Linked DNA regions of Sus scrofa: all the other regions are linked to region 2. The links are chromatin contacts, called in public Hi-C and HiChIP or PLAC-seq maps. All regions are on one chromosome and are shown on one strand. The core of a region is the stretch at or near the end of the contact, and the rest is flanking DNA. Distances in the headings are between cores, read along the strand shown. Region 1 overlaps GNAS (GNAS complex locus). Region 2 holds the start of PRELID3B (PRELI domain containing 3B). Region 3 overlaps GNAS (GNAS complex locus).

Region 1 (3,040 bases), core at 94-2,593, 180 kb after region 2:
CTCTGCAATAAGATCTTTGGAGGCACTTTGCTTAACTAAACTTGGAACCTATTTTAAAAAATGGCATTTTCAACTGAACATGTCCAATATATAATTTATCAAATTACCGATCAGGCTCCACCCTGAAGTAATCTTGACAGTAAAAGCAAAAGTCTAAATTCATACAGCTGTCTGGCGTGGAGAGTAGGGTTTTGTTTTGTTTTTTTCCTTCTAGACTTTGCAGTTAAGTGAAAAGACCACAAATTCCAAGGTCTCTAAGGGGAAAAAAAAACCTTTCGTCCAAAAAAATGAATTCTCTGATGCATCAGTAACATCTGAAAGCTCTACTAGAAGATCAGAAGAGGGCAAAAATGCAAATATCTGCGGCTCAAAATATAAGAAGGAAGCAACTGTCTGCTCCCAGAAGGGTTACCTGGGGGAGAGGCTGGATAGGTACAAACTGGGGGACTCGGCCACTATTTAAAAATAAAATCGTGTATTCCTATTGTCATTATTCCAAGATACTGGTTATAGAATCTGTCCCAGCATAGGGGGTGGGGGCGTGGAGGGCTTGGCCATCGTATTGAAAACCAAGTGCAACTCTCTTGACCGGGAAATGGCCCTGGGTTATGTATTGACACAAGGATGTTTTATTTCTAAAAGATCTTTCGAAGTTGCATTGAAGTACAGCTCATTCGCAGGGCTGTGAACATTTCTGCTGTACCACAAAGTTAAAGGATCAGTTTTGCCTTTCTCAGCATAGTCATTCAGTGGCATTCCTTCCACGGCCCCCCTACCCGCCCCACTGCGTCACTTCCTGCCCTGAAACTTCAAGTGCTCCAAGGCGGGGGGGACCTCTATGCTATGGGCTGGTTCCCTGAGGGCCTGGGACGGAGAGGACGCCCCTGGCAGGCCCCACACCCTGTGGGTGGTGGGCACACACTACCAATGACAGGTCCCACTTGTGTCGGGGGGACACAGGCACAGTGGGGCCCCAGCCGCCCCAGAGCCATGGGATAACGAGTGCCAGCACCAATGACAGCACTAATGAGCAACAATAATGGTAATATAACAACGATGATTAGTGCTGGTCCTTGTCATCTTGGCCCCCCCTTCTCTACAGTGCACGGCAGACAAGGCCAAGACCCTGCCTGCCGTGGACCAAGGCCCCCAAAGGACCCCTGAGTGGCGGACGTGATCGTCTGAGGGTTAAGATCTAGGCAAGCCCTGGTTCACTGAGCCCACTGGTTGGCTCCAGGCCCGACTCGGTTAATCTCAGTCTTGGGCCAATTCATCATTTACTTCCCTGGACGAATTCCCTTTTCTCGTCTACTTAGGGTCATCTGGTGACCTTCTAGTCACTTCCTTTTCTTTGTCTGGCCACACCCACGGCGTGTGGAAGTTCCCAGGCCAGGGGTGGAACCTGCGCCACAGCAGTGACGACGCTGGTTCCTTAACCCACTGAGCCACCAGGGAGCTCCTAGGTCCCTTCTTTTCAGAGATTTTGGGAATGATTTCTACCAGGAAGCACCAACACCGCAATCACCATTTCTGGCGGGTTGCTAGTAAACCGTCTCTCTGAGGATAACTTTTAAGGTGTTCAAGCAACAGCAGGAACGGTCTGCACCTCCCCCAGAATTGGCTGTTGATAATGTTAGGGTGGCGGTTCTCAACTCGGGGTGACATCTACCCAACCCCACCTCCCAGAAGCCACTGGCAATGACTGGCATTTCAGCTGTCACACTGTGTGTGTATGTGGCAGTGGTGGGTGGGGTGGGAGGATGGGGGGCTGTGGGTGTGTGTGTTCCTGGCATCCAGTGGGTAGGAGTTACGGTCCCCCTGGTTAGACAGAGCCCCCCGGAGATGCTAAAACCCCAGCCCAGACTCAACAGGGAAAAGTCACAGCTTAACAATAAAAGGCTAGGTTTGACGGACGCCTGGGGGCCATTAAATCCAGGCTTTGTCTGGGGGCAGGGGCGGGACTGGGGGGGGTAAAGGTGGAGGGGACCCTGCTCTGCCTCTGAGGGCTCTTCCCTTCCTCTCTCGTTTTTTCCTGTGGATGTGACACCTTTCTTCTGCCTGTGTCATCTCACCATCTAGTGGCCACCTGGAATAGCAGCTATCTCTGGGCCCCTCCAGAAGCAGTCATGAATAAAATTCCTCTTTGTGGGGGCAGTGGGCAGAAGGACCCCTGAATGACGGGTCTGATTTTAGGAGTAAGTTGATGAAGCATCTTGGAGTCCTAAAAGACCCAGACAGGGAACGGCTATAAGGAATTAAGATGGACACTTTCTATGATGTTAGCAGCCCACGGAGGCCACAAAACGCAGGCGTTACCTTACAGAACCACCGAGAAGCACGTGGCATCTCTTAAAAGGGTGCGTCTGAGCTCCACACTTCCCAAGTGCCACCGCCTACTCTCAACAGGTGGGGTTGCCTTCTTTCTGAAAGGGGCCAATGGGCTACGTTTCCTAAAGAAACTGAGGCCCAGGCCTGTGGTCCCCAAGGTCGGGGTTGCTGGGAGGAACAGTAGCTAAGACAGGGGACCTGGTCGCCAGGGGCCACCACGAGGCCTGCTTTGAGTTCTTGCGCCTTCTCTTACGAATTACGCTTTCATGTCCAAAAACACCCCACGGCTGCGAACTTACCTGAATGGAGGCTGCCTGCAAGAAATACCTTCACAGCCGTGTGCGGACTCGCGGTCAGTTTGAGGCAAGGCAGAGGCCTTCAGGGAGCAAAGAGGAGGGAGGTAGCATGGTCTTTGGCCGGAGGGGAGAGGCTCCTGGATACACGGAGCTCGACGGCCGGCGCCCTGGAAAGTGGGGGCCAGACACCTTCCTCCGCGGTCCCGGCTCATGAAAGGAAGTTTAAGTGCTCGCAGTGTCCCACACACCACGTAAGTGTGACAACTTCGGAAGCCCCGACTGAGTCACAGCACATTCGGGATGGGATGGCAATTGCTGCCTTGCTACCTCTCTCCTCGCCCCAAACTGAATCATTAAGAGACACGGAGCGAGCGCCGGCGTTCACGTTCTGTGGGCAGAGCTCCGCGAGGCAGCAC
Region 2 (2,740 bases), core at 223-2,722:
TGCTGATGGTTCCTGAACCAGTGTTTTTAACAACCAGCAACATTAAATTCGCACCTTAATCACGGCTGAAGCACTCAGCAGCCCTTAAAGCATTAACTCCCCAAGAATTCACTCTAACTACTGTAGGATTTGGGTTTTTTTCAGTCCTAGGTACCACAAATTGCACTTAGCAACTACCTAACCATATTATTTCCTTCCTGTCTAATGTAATTTTTGTTTCTTTTTATAAAGGGCTTCGGCTATTTAAAAAAATTATCCTCCCTCCTAAATTAACCTGGCTTTTATTTGTTTTTAACAATCAAAGGAGCTAAGAACAAGAATGAGGCAATGCTTCTAACTAGCTTCTAAGTAGCCAAATGTAAAAATCTTCCTCCATAGCCATCGTTCAAAACAGCAAATTGTTTTCTTAGGGGGTACCGACCGTTTGTGGATTGTGGTGGGGACCGGGGGAGGGAGGGCTTATCCTGAAAGCTAGGCCGGTTTGTCCACTGATCAAGGCTCATTTGTGGATGAAGCCACGTGCCGTTCCTTCCTGCCCCTCACACCTTAGTCATTCACTCATTTATGCAACAAACATTATGTAGGTGCAGGGGATGGTTGGACAGGTCTGGCAGGGGCCTCAGCCTCAGGAGCTTACAGTCTAGTGGAAGCCAGACAGATAAAGAAGGTGACTCCATTAGTTCGTTCACTCTGCAAATAATTATTATTGCCTTTTTCAACAAATAGCCATTGAGCCCTTCCTGAGCATCATCTTTGACCACGACAGGCAAGATCCTTGTCCTCAAGGGCTTACATTTGAGTGGAAGTTAAACAAGGTGATCTCAGGGAGTGAGAAGTGCTAAGAAAAATGCAACAGGATGTTGTGACGGAGGCACTAAAGGCTGGGGGCGCTGCCGAGGAAGGGGACACCGAGCTGAGACCCATCCCCTAAACCCAGCGCCAGGGAGCTTTCCATCTGCACTGCTGAGCAACTGCTGAGCACTCGTGCTTCCTAACCACACCTCTGCCGGGCGCTAACCGCCGAGGGGCAACATCTGTGGGAGGATGGGTGAAAGGAGCAGAGGGCTGACCGCCTGGATGGTGGTTTGACTGGTTAGCTGATGAACTGGTTGACTCTGGTCCCTCCACTGCCTGGGTTGAGACAGGAGGTAGGAGGAATTTTCTAATGGGGCCCCGTGGACATCTGCTCAAAGGAACACCGAACACCGCAGGGACTGTCAGAGTAAGCGGGGCCGATTGGACCCGTCCACAGACCTCGCAACACAAGGCAAGCACCGGCCGGCCGAGCGAGGAGGTAGAGGCCAGCCGGGCCGGGACCAACTCCGCCCAGAGTTCAGCGCTCCCGCCGACGCCCGCGAGGGGGCGGGCCGCGCCTGCGCAGCACGGCGCCCGCGCTGGCGGCCCCGGACCCTGCCCTCGGAACTGCGCCGGCGCGGTGCGCCTGGCGCTAAGGGGCGGGGTTCCGTTGCGCCGCGCGCAAGGCTGGGGCAAAACCCGGGCCGGGATAGGGCGTGGGGCCGCGCGTCGGGACGTCCCTCGCGTCGGGCCCGAGGGCGCGTGCGCACTGGGCGGCCGGCGGGGCGGCTGAGGGGCGGGGCGGGGGCAAGAGTGGCCTCCTTGCCTCTTTGTGCCCTATCGCCGCCCGGACACCGCGCAGGCCGCCGGCACCATGAAGATCTGGACTTCCGAGCACGTCTTCGAGTAAGTTTGGGGCGGGAGTGGGTCGGCGAGGGCCACGGGGCCACTGCGGGGGGCAGGGCGGGGCGGGCCTGGAGCCGCAGCGGGGCCGGGGCGCCCCTCAGGAAGCTTCCCGGCGTCGGGCCCTCGGGGGGAGCTGGGCCCGAGCCTCGGAACCCTGGGGGGCGCGGGCTCAAGGTCACGTCTCCGGCGACGCCCGGGGCACGGCCCGCAGAGGAGACGGCCTGGGACAGGCTCCACTCCGGTGACGGGGGCGTCGCCGGGCACGAGGTCCTTACCTGCGCTCGGGGTGGGCGAGCCCCCTCGTCGTCGCCCCAGGCCTTCTTGCACAGCCCCGTGGGACGCGACCCCGAGGATCCCCGAGGAAGGCGTGGAGTGTCGAGGTCTGGCCGCCAGGTTTGGGTGGAGTTGCTCACCCGGAAAGTGGATCTAGGGTGAGCCCGGGCGACCAGGAAGCAGAACTTTTCCGGCAGCTCCTTGACCTGAGGATTGGAATTTGTGGCCTTGGAATTTGAGTCCAGGGTCCAGATTGGGCTCCAACAAGCTGTGTGACCTTGGGTTACCCGGTTTCGTCCGAGACGTGGAAGGTGGTGGTGTCCTCAGGGCCTGCCAGCGCTGAGATGCCTGCGAAGCCACGTTCGTTATCATCTTTTGGTTTCGGAGAAATACTTAGGAATGAAAGTAGGCCCTAAATCGGTCGAATGTTGGGAATTAAATTCCCTTCCAGGTCTCTGATGCTCCCTGCAGCAGAACCACACATTTAGATGGCTGGATCCTTTTCTGCCTAAGCACATGGTTGGTAATCTCACTACTTTTTATTGCCTAGTCTTTTTTCTTCTTGATTTGAAATGCCGCCTTTGTCCTAAACACTGTTGTGATTTATGTTTTAATTCATTTCTGAGCTAACTGCTCTATTCCACTGATGTTGCTATTGTTGCCACACTGTTCTAATTTTTATAGCTTGGTAGTTTGTTTTAGCTTAACCATTTGATTTTGTTTTAAACAGTGTTTCCAAGGACAGTTTTTCAACGAAGCTGTAGAC
Region 3 (2,780 bases), core at 93-2,592, 140 kb after region 2:
TGGTCTCAAAGATTCCAGAAGTCAGGACGCGGCAGCGGAGCAGGTCCTAAAACAAAGTCTCAGATTAAGCGGTCTCACCAAAACCAACCCAAGTGTTAATCATTGCCAACCTGGAGCAAAAATGCTGACTGGCTTGGAAAGAAGACTCTGCATCCTCTGCCCTGTGAGAAGGGGTGCATACCTGGTCGCTGGGCACGTAGTCAGCCTGCTTGATGACGTCAATCTTGTCCAGGAAGCTGGGAGCAGAAGAAAGACACACGGGGGTGACCACACGTTCAGGCCAATTTGCCCACTATTCCTGCCCAGCCACAAGGTCCAGCTAAGCGAAAACGACCATCCCATGAAGTTCATTAGGGTCAAGCGGATGCCTTACAAAGGTTCGCGCAAATAGGATTTAAGATAAATCAGGACCCCTGGCCTACAGGTACAGCACAGGCCAGTTGGGGGGGGGGGATCTGATCTGGTTTTAATTTGAAAAGACTCGCTCTGTGCAAATCCATCCGCCCAGGGCCCCAAATCAGGCCTGACTGTGTGCCATTGGGTAATGCCTGAGTAAAACAGTACACCCTCAGATTGTTTGGCTTTGACTAAAACGGCAAGTCGTTTGAAAACTGTACACTTCCATGTCAGGGAGTTTTTGAAAAAATGAAGAAAAAAAAAAGGGCACGCTTAAAAGAAGCAAGGATTTTTTTCGCCCAAAGGACGAATGAAGATGAGATTGCTGGATTAACTCAGAAAGGGTATCTCTCCTTTTAGGAAGTGGCCCTCTCGGCCCGCACCGCACCGAACAGGAAACAGACACCAGTTCCCTTCCGTCCTGCTTGGTCCGTGAAGCAGACCAGCCCAGAGAGGAAGCTTTCAAAGCACCTCACCGCCATCCAGGTTTGGGGCCCCAGGCAGGCAGGGGGCGCGCACCGTGGCGGCGCGGGGTCTGGGGGTCTCAGGGGTGAGAAGGCTGTCTAGGGGTGAGAATGCTTCCTCCCTCCCAGAGTCGGGAGGCTCTTTGCTTGGGTTGCCCGACTGGACACACTGTTAGGAAAAATAACTTTTAAAAGACTGGACTGAGGTAATTACCATGGAAAGTTAATGTGGAAACCAGCTTTTGGGGGGGGGGGAAGGGGGGATGGGAGGTGTTGGAAAGTGAGCTAATCAGAGAAGAAAATCAAAGCGAGAAAAATTTAAAGAAATTCTATAAGGTGGTGCCCCCCCCCCTTTCCTTTTCACCAGTTTAAAGTGAGTCTGGCTTCGAGGATACACTAACTTGCCCAATCAGGCTTACATTACAGCACCAGGCCAGAAATAGCTCCCCAGCCGCCCTGGCCTCCAGCACGTTGCCATGGCAACCGAACCACAGGTCTATAAATAGCTCATCAGCACCAAATCTTGTGAGAGAGACATCTGGAGGGGGGCCAGCCAAAGCCCAGCTCAACAAATAAAAACAGGCACCTTAAGGAACGGGCACGTCCCCAGGACCTCGGCCGTAACCTAAAGGCAGTTACGCCAGAAACAGGCGGGCTACGAAGAAGGCAGGGCTGCTGGAGGCGGCTGGCCGGGGAAGGAGACATTTTAAAAGGGTCAAGCTCTGTTCTCTTTTTCTCGGAGTTTCCTTAAAACTTTCCATAAACTGTGCACATGCTGCCATTTGCAGATAAAGTTGCAGGCATGCGTGGATAGGGCTTTCGAAAAACTTTTAAAAAAAACTTTTGAAATGGTGTGCGATTTAAAAAAAAAAGAAAAAAAAAAAAAAGAAAGCTGGCTAAACTGAATTAATGAAGTTGTTACACCCCGCCCCGCCCCCCCAGGGCTCTTAAGAATGGGGTGGTCAAAGCTGCCTAATCCTGTACCTGTGCTTCTGACTTGGATCCAGAAAACAAAAGGCAAACAATTCCAGGATTTCCATGTGTTTTGTGTTACTATAATTAGCACTTCCAGCTTTAAGCTCAAACTTTTGAGAAAATCAGGGACTTTGTTGAAGAAGGGGTGGGGGTGGGGGTCACGGCGACCGGCCCAGATGGACTGTTTCTCTGTTCCTTGAAAAAATATACAAGTTTGCTTGCGTGTTAAGTCACAAAATAGCTGTAGGGGTGACAAGTGAAAAGCATCGAGTGCCCTTGCTGTGGGAAAGCAGGGCCGGTGAAGGGACGTGGACAGCTTTCGCAGACCCCAAGAGGAGCTCGGGTGCTGTGCAGATGACGGGGTTCTGGGGAGCTGGCTTTGTGTGGCCCCAAGTTCCTCAGGCGCGGGGCTCCTGGGTAATGCACGATTTTAGCTTTTGGCGAGCCAGCCTCGTCCCTGGGTCCTGATTACTGAACATTTTCCAAAGCAAATTGTTGGCGTTTCAGTTACTTACACGAGGGGCTGACACAGGATTATCGTATTGTCAGAAAAGACAGTCCAACTTGAGAGCACGTTGCCTGAGACCGCTTGGTACATGTGTGCGACACGAGCAAACAGAGGGTCTCTTTGAGATATTTTTCACGGCTCTGAAGGCCATGTGTCTACCGCACGATGCACAGGGTAAGACAGGTGGTCAAGCTGTCTTAAAGGCAGCCTCCCGGCTGGGCGTCATCAGGCCCACTGCAAGAGAGCCTTGAAGGGACAGGAGGACAGGGCAAGGACCCCTTGGCAGGGGAGGCCCCTTGAATGAGGAACAAGGACAAGAAATGGCATCCAACATGGTGCCCACGCGAGATGAACCCTGGCAGCTGCTGTGGTCCCTTACGGGCGGTGGGGAGGTTGGGGCGGGGGCAGCACATGTCTGTCCTCACCATTCCTCTTTG

The links. Hi-C and Micro-C count contacts between places; a contact is called where the count stands out from the background. HiChIP or PLAC-seq counts read pairs in DNA pulled down with a chosen protein or histone mark.
Region 1: a Hi-C map of alveolar macrophages shows a contact between it and region 2, with 2.7 times the contacts expected there. The contact joins the enhancer-like site here to the promoter of PRELID3B in region 2. A contact is called at or near these places in 3 of 5 promoter capture datasets (fetal liver, fetal skeletal muscle and liver), 13 of 47 Hi-C or Micro-C datasets (alveolar macrophages, fetal heart ventricle, heart right ventricle and 6 more) and 2 of 2 datasets of contacts at active chromatin or transcription factors (alveolar macrophages and skeletal muscle).
Region 3: a contact with region 2 is called in an H3K27ac HiChIP or PLAC-seq map of skeletal muscle. The contact joins the enhancer-like site here to the promoter of PRELID3B in region 2. A contact is called at or near these places in 3 of 5 promoter capture datasets (fetal liver, fetal skeletal muscle and liver), 8 of 47 Hi-C or Micro-C datasets (alveolar macrophages, embryonic fibroblasts, epiblast stem cells and 4 more) and 2 of 2 datasets of contacts at active chromatin or transcription factors (alveolar macrophages and skeletal muscle).

The regions. Positions count from the first base shown.
Region 1 is chr17:59,007,239-59,010,278 of Sscrofa11.1, reverse strand. The region is part of intron 1 of GNAS (GNAS complex locus); the gene reads right to left. Among named protein-coding and RNA genes, the nearest start is that of GNAS, 23 kb to the right of the region's middle. Within about 2 kb of position 1,343, at least 2 of the 83 cell types and tissues checked have an H3K27ac peak or open chromatin away from gene starts, as enhancers often do. A contact at or near this core is called in alveolar macrophages, where this site is marked.
Region 2 is chr17:59,183,810-59,186,549 of Sscrofa11.1, reverse strand. PRELID3B (PRELI domain containing 3B) reads left to right here and starts at 1,472. Exons shown (of 6, transcript NM_001113697.1): 1 at 1,472-1,701. The coding sequence starts at 1,670.
Region 3 is chr17:59,048,398-59,051,177 of Sscrofa11.1, reverse strand. GNAS (GNAS complex locus) reads right to left here. Exons shown (of 13, transcript NM_001130215.2): 7 at 182-236; 8 at 1-46. All of the region lies in intron 2 of LOC110257458 (a long non-coding RNA gene), which reads left to right. Among named protein-coding and RNA genes, the nearest start is that of GNAS, 64 kb to the right of the region's middle. Within about 2 kb of position 1,342, at least 54 of the 83 cell types and tissues checked have an H3K27ac peak or open chromatin away from gene starts, as enhancers often do. A contact at or near this core is called in alveolar macrophages, embryonic fibroblasts, fetal liver and 6 more, where this site is marked.